Regions from separate parts of the Rattus norvegicus genome. Here region 2 is linked to region 1. A link is a contact called in public Hi-C data. All regions are on one chromosome and are shown on one strand. The core of a region is the stretch at or near the end of the contact, and the rest is flanking DNA. Distances in the headings are between cores, read along the strand shown.

Region 1 (3,910 bases), core at 573-3,072:
CTCCCCCAAAGGCTTCTGCTCCTCAGTAGAGACCTTCACTCTTCATTGCCTCTTAGAAAGCACCCCTGGTCCTCCTGCCTCTGCCCTGCTTAACTTTATTTATCCTATTTGTCTGCTTCCCAGAGAAACTCAGACTTCCTAGAGTGGGCGCTAAGCTTTCATTGTTTAAAAAAAAAAAACAAAAAAACAAAACAAAACAAAACAAAAAAAAAAACAGTCATTCATGTGTGCCCGCACATGCTGCAATCCAGTGTATATGTACACATCAGAGACAACTTGTTGGAGTCAGTTCCCTCCTCCCAGAGGCAGGGACCAGCCTGGCTGCTCTGGGTGGGTGACCATGCCTTTCTTATACCAGTGTCCTAGAACCAGGTTGCCTAGCAATAAGGTGCTGAAACCAGAAATCTGTCATCTGCTTCCAGTTCAACCAGTCACCACCTGGGGGACTTTGCACACAGGCTTCATTAAAGCTATCTAAGAAGTGGGCACACAGGTGGCATGGTGCCTCCCTCACAGTAGCTGAACACCATGAGGCAGGCCAAGGGAGCAGTATACAGGTCGTGAGCCTCATTACTGTGGACTCGAGTAGAATAGGTAAAACGGAACATAATCAGCCGGATGCTGTCCTGTGCCCATACTAGTGCAGCAGATTAATGGACAGCTGGAAGGTGCTCTGGGGACACAGACAGTCTAAAAGAATCAGAAGCGGCAATACCTGTCCCAACCAGGAGCAACCTTTCTTGAGGGGAAGTGAGGGTCTCCAGACATCCTAATGGGGTTGTTAAGTATTCATAGATGAAGGCTTTAAAAAAAAAAAAAGGGTTAGGGATTTAGCTCAGTGGTAGAGCGCTTGCCTAGGAAGCGCAAGGCCCTGGGTTCGGTCCCCAGCTCCGAAAAAAAAGAACCAAAAAAACAAAAACAAAAACAAACAAACAAAAAAACCAACCAAACAAAAAAAAAAAAAAAAAAAAACCACGCCATTCCGTGTGCATTTGGAGGACATGTGGAGGTTAGAGGCAATTTGCTAGAGTTCTTTGCTAGAGTTCTTTCCTCCCTTCGTGTGGGTCTGGAAGATCAAACTCAGGTACTCCCCACCCAGTCCCCAGGGTATGTGGCTGGCCCCTAGTGGAGCCGCTTACTCCTTCTAGAACCTTCTGCACCCTGATGCTTGGCTGGCCTGGGACTCTCAGGAAAGCAGTATCCCCAGGAGATACTAGCGCTTTGGAGACAGGGATTTGGATTTATCCTAGGGGCCTACTTTTGTAACTGTATTGAGCACTATTTGTACACTTTTTGTACTATTGTTCATGCTAATTTTTTTTTAAGACAGAGTCTCATGAAGCCCAGACTGGCTTGAGATTTGCTAAATAGCCAAGAATGAATGAATTTCAAACATTCCTGCCTCAGCCTTCGTAGTCAGGGATGACAGGTACCTAATTTCCCTAGTGCTGAGATTAAGAAAGCATTCTATCAACTGAACTGCACCTTCTTCTCCACTCTGTTGGATGGGTCAATTTCAGTCCTGCAAGGGCTGTGATAGGAGCAATGTCGGCTGATGGGGAATTCATGGGTGTGGGGAAGGGTCCACAAGTTGGTTACCCAGCGAATCTGCATCTTATAGAGTCTAGAGCCCGCGCAGAGGGGTTCAGTGGCCAGGATTTGGAGTCTGAGCCTCAGTCTTCCAACCTGGGCTGGACGATTAAGCACCCAGGCTGGGAGCGCGCCCCCGGCGCCCCCTAGCCTGCGTGGCGGCCGCGCGCACCGGCGCAGGGGGCGGCGCGGCCCCGCGGCGGGGAGGGGCGGGCGCGCGGACGCGCGCAGAAGCGGCGGCTGAACCCGGCGGACTAGCTGCGGCCGCAGCGCCGCCAATTCGCGTGCGACTCGCGCTTGCCCGCCGCCGAGAGAGCCGCCAGCGCCGGTGAGTGGCCTGGGACCAGCGAGGGGCGCGGGCCAGGGCGTGGGGCCTTTACCCGAGGCGTTGTGGGCGCGCGCGCGTGCCCGGGGAGTCGGCGGGGACGCCCGCAGGAGGCCGAGGTATCTGCGGCGGGCTCCATCCGCCCCGCTGCGCGGGAGTGCGTGCGTGTGCACATCAGGGGCCCCGACTGTGAGTTTGGGGTGGACCGGTGCGTGTGGACTGGCTTCGCTTCGGTTTATCGGTTTATCGTGTGTTTACTGTGGATGCCAAGGAGTACGTGTGCCCACGTGTCTGAACGTTCCCGAGTGAGTGTGTGCACACGTGCACGGGCAAAAGTGTACAAATTCCATACGAGTGTGTGTTTAGGATCCAGGCTGAGCACTCCACACTGCAGGCCAGTGTGTGTGTGAGGTGTCGGCTGACCCTGTCCGGAGACGGTGCTGGGTCGGATTCCGTGAGTCTGGGACCCTGGGACAGACACGCAGATCCCCCAGGTTCTGATTCTGGTGAAAGCTGCTCAGTCTGGCCTTGGCAGAACTCTGCATGGCCACGCAGGCTGAGGAGGGGGCTGCGCTGCACTTGAATTGAGGTTTTCTAAATACGTCTTAGTTCCCTGGCTTTGTTCGTGGCTGTTTCTAGCTAGGCCAGATTTAGACTCTGCCCCCCATATCTAGGGGTTAGGCCCTAGGGAGACCCAGGGCCCTAGATACTTGCTCTCTCTGCCTGCTCCTCTAAGTTAATCATATTCCCCTGATTTATCTGAGCCCCAGAGGCAGTAACAAATGGGTGACAGCACGCTTGGGACACATCCTTAAGGGCTGTTCGTGACGTTTTGATTGACAGTTTGTGCGTGTGTGTTTGAAAGTTTCAACGGCTTTAAAGCAAACTTTAGAAAGTTTCTGTTCAGAGTTTTACACCACTTGCAAACTACAGGTTGACTTATTGAGGGGAAAATGTCCTCACAGGAGTCTGGTGTGTGTAAAAGGGCATGTTAAAAACCCTGTTGCTAATGGGAGAAGAATTTCATTGAATGGGTGCCTGACTCCCAACAGGAGGAACTTAACCAGTGAACTTTGGACATCATCTTTCAGCACACAAAACCTGGAAGGAAACAAAAAAGACCCACGTTCTTTTTTTTCCTCTTTGTCCTGAAAACTGGAGAAGAAAAAATATCCCCACCTTCTGGATGTGTTGAAACTGTTCCCCTCCCCCATCAGGCCCAGGCTCTCCCTGGATCCCCCACCCCCAAATAAAATATGCCTGTGGGGAGCGGAGGAGTGAGTCACTCCCTGGCAGAGGGCCCCACGGCAAACATTTGGGAAGGTTCTTGCCTAACTTCCCAGAAGAAAAGGCCCGGGATTTAAAATGGTCCCTGTGGTTGTAAGCCTCCGAGCCCCGTCTGCTTCAGAGATGACTACAAAAGTCATTTGCTGTCTTTAAAAAGCCCAAGTCTCAGACTTAAGTGTTGACCGGCCAGGATTTAGAGCCGTTTAGGTTCCCAGAAATGGAGATGCTGACCTTTCCAGGTGGCACATGGTGCGGGAAAGGAGGAGGGAAAGGAGTTGGATCCTTTACAGACTGTGTGCTGAGAGAGGTTCTGGGGGTCCTTAACTCTCCTGGTATTCCATTCTGTTTTTGGGTTTGTGCCCAAGGCATCTGAATCATAGAAAGATCAAATGTGTCCCAGGCCACGAGAGAGAGGGTGGTGGCCAAAGTCTGAGCCACCTGCCTGCCTTCTAGGCCTTCCTCCTTCACTGAGCCCAAGACTTGACATTTGACTTCCTAAGGTGCACAGCTTGGGCACTGAGGACTTGAACACTCATGTCCTCATTAGGACTCACCTGTAAGTTGGAGGTTATTGTCTCTATTATCTGAGAAAACAGACACCAGGGGAGATGAACTGACTGGCAGAGTTCTGAGGAAGTAGCACCATGACCCATGTCCACCATTATTGAGGATGTGCCCGGTGCTGGGCTTGGTACACAAGGTTTGAAG
Region 2 (3,910 bases), core at 876-3,375, 71 kb after region 1:
AACTCACTAAGGCACTGGCTCTCAGCCTGTGGGGGTGGTGCATCAAATGACCCTTTCACAGGGATTGCATATCAGATATCCTGCATATCGTATTTACAGTTCATTAACAGTATCAAAATTACAATTATGAAGTAACATAGCAATGAAATGATTTTACAGTTGGGGTTACCACAAAAGGAACTGTATTAAAGGGTTATAAGCATTAGGAAGGCTGAGGACCACTGCACCAAGTCCATCATCCAGATGAGTTAAGGCTTTACAAGGAGCACCTTGCATATAGGGGCAAAGCCTAGGCAGAACCATGCAGACTCCAAGCCAGCCTGCAGGCCCCCTGGCCTCACCCATGCAGATGGCCACCCCTGAGGTGGGAAGGACACAGGAAAAAGAGAATTGTACATCACCCCTCTCTTCCATCAGCTCCAGTGGCTGGAGGAGTTCTCACTAGCCATTCGGGAAAGTATCTGTGGTCTGAAGAACAAGCGGGCAGGAAAAAAAAATGGGTTACTTTCTTCACAAAGTTTGTTGTGCACTAGCTTGTTCCTTTCCTTGTTTACTCTAGAATTTCTGCACTACTAGAAGACATGGGACTTTGGCTCTAATCAGTTCTGCACTCCTGTGCTAGTCTGCCAATGGGTACCACTCACCCCACTTCAGTTGCAAGGCAGAAATGAAGACCCCCAGAGCCCTTAGCTTTAATTTCCTAAGGCAACCATTCCATCTCACTAGATATGTGCCTGGCAGGCAGCAGCTCCAGATTCTGCTACTTAGCACAGGGTCTGTCCCTAAACATACCCTACTTTTAAAGTTATCATCATGCTGTATTATTTTGTTATTTTTTGTTGTTTCTCTTTTGGATTGCTTCTAAGTGATTGCAGGGCAGACTTCATCTTGACCTAGCTTTCAAATTTTCACCTGATGGGTCAACCATGGTTCCCTTCCAAAACAGCTTCAGGGATCACTGTCTGTAGTTGATCTTGTACTCCAGATAAGTTGCATATATCATCGTCATCAGCTCATGGATTCCTAGTGTTTTACACAGCAATGAATGGGATCACAAAATGGGCCAGTTAAAGCAGCTCAGTGCTTCAGAAGTTCAGGACTGACCCCCTGAGCCTGAAGTGGATGCTGCAGCCCCAGGGCCTCTGGAACACGCCTGGGCCCTCCTCAGACTCTTTCCTGAGTCCCTAGGACTCTCTGGTCCAGGACTTCCACCTCTCATATTTGCTAGTGACCAACAGCACCCCCAGCAGTAGGCACTGAGATAGAAAATGTTGCAGCCAGCCCAGTGGTGCATGTTTAAGACCCGGGCTTTTTAAGGTCATTATTTTAATTACCATTAAAATAACTAGCACTCTGGCTATCAGAACTAAAGGGATCAGAGGCTTAAGGTGCCCCTCCCCCACCCTGGCGGGCAAAGCCTTCAGTGTCTGGATAATTAAAAGCGTGTCTTTCATGAGCACAATGAAGAGGCCAGGGGGTGTGCAGACTGCAGCCTTGCTGCATGTTAATGCATTTATTATGATCAATAAGCCCTTTCCTTGAGTTTTCTCTGGTTTGGGCTTTGTGTGACTGACAGCGGACATACATGTGCACAGTTGAAAACTGAAGGTTATTTGAGGGTAAAATTCTCAGGGTCTCAAAGCATCACCTTTGGAACCAGATAGGCCTATGCACGTGTGGGATCTGTGTGACCATGTAACTTACCCTGAAAAGTACTGTTCACTTGAAACCATCTGCAGTGCACTGTAAGACTAACAGAATGGTCTTTCCTTGCAGCTTCGGGAACTGGTCAGCATGTGCATCTACCCCGACCCTAACCACCGACCTGACATTGAGTATGTGCACCAGGTGGCTAAACAGATGCACGTCTGGACATCCAGCACCTGAATGCCACACCTCAGCAAAGCCAAACGCCACGTGTCTTACTTGAGTCCTCTCCCCAAGTGGTACCTGGAAGCCCCCACAGCCAAGACCAGAGGACTCTCAGCTGCCTCCCAAAGGTGGCTACCTCTGCCACTGAGCTGAAGGCAGCTGGGTTATGGTCAAACTCCAGAGTCCTTTCTTTGAACTGCTGCAGACAATCTGAGCTGGGCTTTAGTGGGGGAGGGGCTTGGCAGTCATCAAAAGCCCTGTGCCTACTGAAATGTGAACCTCTGCCTGGCTGCCCCAGACCTGTCCAGGCCCACACTGTCAGGAGACCTGAAGGGAGCTGGGTGACTGGTGTGGGCAAGACTCTGTTGGTTTAGTTCTTAGTTCCTTCCTATACAATCAGACTGAGTGCTTCATTTACTCTCTTGTAAAGGGATACAATGAAAATAATGGTTTAGAGTAGGGATTTCGCTAGTATTTTCTCTGCATTTGCTAATTTGATGAATGACAGTGAGGAGGAGCACCTAGCACCCGGCATTTCGGCGTAAGTGGCGTCTGGGAGACAGGAGGGTTCTCATGATCTTCTGATCCCTGCCTTGTACCATCCTCACCTGCTGGAACGCTATGGCTCACTTCAGGACAGTCCACGGCACTTCATCCACCAGGAAGACAGCAAGAAAATGCCAAAAACTTTGCTCTCACACTGTTCTTTTCAAATTCTGGTTCTGTATCTTCCTAGTGACCTGGGCAAGGTGTTGGTCTTTCTGGGCCTTCGTTTCCTCATCTGCAAATGGGACTAATAAGGTATCTATCTTCCAGGTGGCTGACAGGATTTAAACAAAAGATGTTATTCAGCTGGGCCAGTTTAAGCATGTTATCCCAGCACTTGAGAGGTAGAGGCAGGAGGATCAAGAATCCAAGGTTGCCCTGAGCAATACAGGAAGTTTGAAACAGGAATGAACTACATAAATAAGACCCTGTCTCAAAAATAAACCAACCAACAAAAGCCAAACCAACAGAGATGCAGATCAGCCAGCAGTGGCAGGTGATCCAAAAATATGGCCTGTCACCCCTTCAGAAAATTCAAGTCATGGACCATTCGTGTCAAGAATTAAAATATAATTGTATTATGTGCAGGAAAAGCAGAAATATGTTCACTTACTTTTTATTCCCAACAGGATTAACTGTGAAGACTAACTTATAAATGTGAATTTAAGGAAACTGAAGTGTTGGAGGAAACAGTCTGAATTTTGTTCTTCTATGCTAGTGGTTCTCAATGTGTGTATCGAGATACCCTTGACAAACCTGTCTCCAAAAGTATGCACATAACGATTCATAACAGTAGCAACATTACAGTTAGGAGGTAGCAGTGAGAACAATTTTATGGCTGTGAGTTACCATAACACGAGGAACTGTATTAAAGGGTCGCAGCATTGGGAAGATTGAGAAGCACTCGTTTATGCAATATTCAAGAAGTAACCGCTTGGTGACAGGCCTGTGCTCCTGTGTCTTGGAACTTTCAGGCTAGCCACTGCCCTCTGAGCAGGCCTATACTCCAGATGCAGCCTCCACTCAGACCAAACTCCCCATATTTTAGACAGAACGGGGTCCCTGACTCCATGTCAGTGCTGTCTCGGACTGCAGACCAAACCCAGCACACAGCAGCAGCACAACTTCTTGAGGTGCCTTTAGAAACAACCTGTGAGGCCCCAACAGTCCAAGTAACACCAGGCTATGTTTAAGTTCCCCAAATAATTCTGACACTCATCAGCCAAGCTGCTGCCCTCAATAAATACACTGTACCCTTTCGAGCAGTTTGCACAAGGGAATCTGCACTCCAGTGTCCAGCCCCAGAATACTCACTCTGGGGAAGGATCAAAGTCACTGCTTCCTACCCAGTACTAACTCCTCAAAGTTTTCCTAACTCTTTCCCCCCCCCCCTTTTTTTTTCTTCCGGAGCTGGGGACTGAACCCAGGGCCTTGCTCTTGCTAGGCAAGCGCTCTACCACTGAGCTAAATCCCCAACCCCTTCCTAACTCTT

The links. Hi-C and Micro-C count contacts between places; a contact is called where the count stands out from the background.
Region 2: a Hi-C map of liver shows a contact between it and region 1, with 1.9 times the contacts expected there. The contact joins the enhancer-like site here to the promoter of Nek6 in region 1. A contact is called at or near these places in 2 of 12 Hi-C or Micro-C datasets (Schwann cells and liver).

Annotation. Positions count from the first base shown.
Region 1 is chr3:42,692,172-42,696,081 of GRCr8, forward strand. It overlaps Nek6 (NIMA-related kinase 6), which reads left to right and starts at 1,823. Exons shown (of 10, transcript NM_182953.2): 1 at 1,823-1,918.
Region 2 is chr3:42,762,891-42,766,800 of GRCr8, forward strand. Nek6 (NIMA-related kinase 6) reads left to right here. Exons shown (of 10, transcript NM_182953.2): 10 at 1,777-3,136. The coding sequence ends at 1,887. Among named protein-coding and RNA genes, the nearest start is that of Psmb7, 63 kb to the right of the region's middle. Within about 2 kb of position 2,126, at least 3 of the 93 cell types and tissues checked have an H3K27ac peak or open chromatin away from gene starts, as enhancers often do. A contact at or near this core is called in liver, where this site is marked.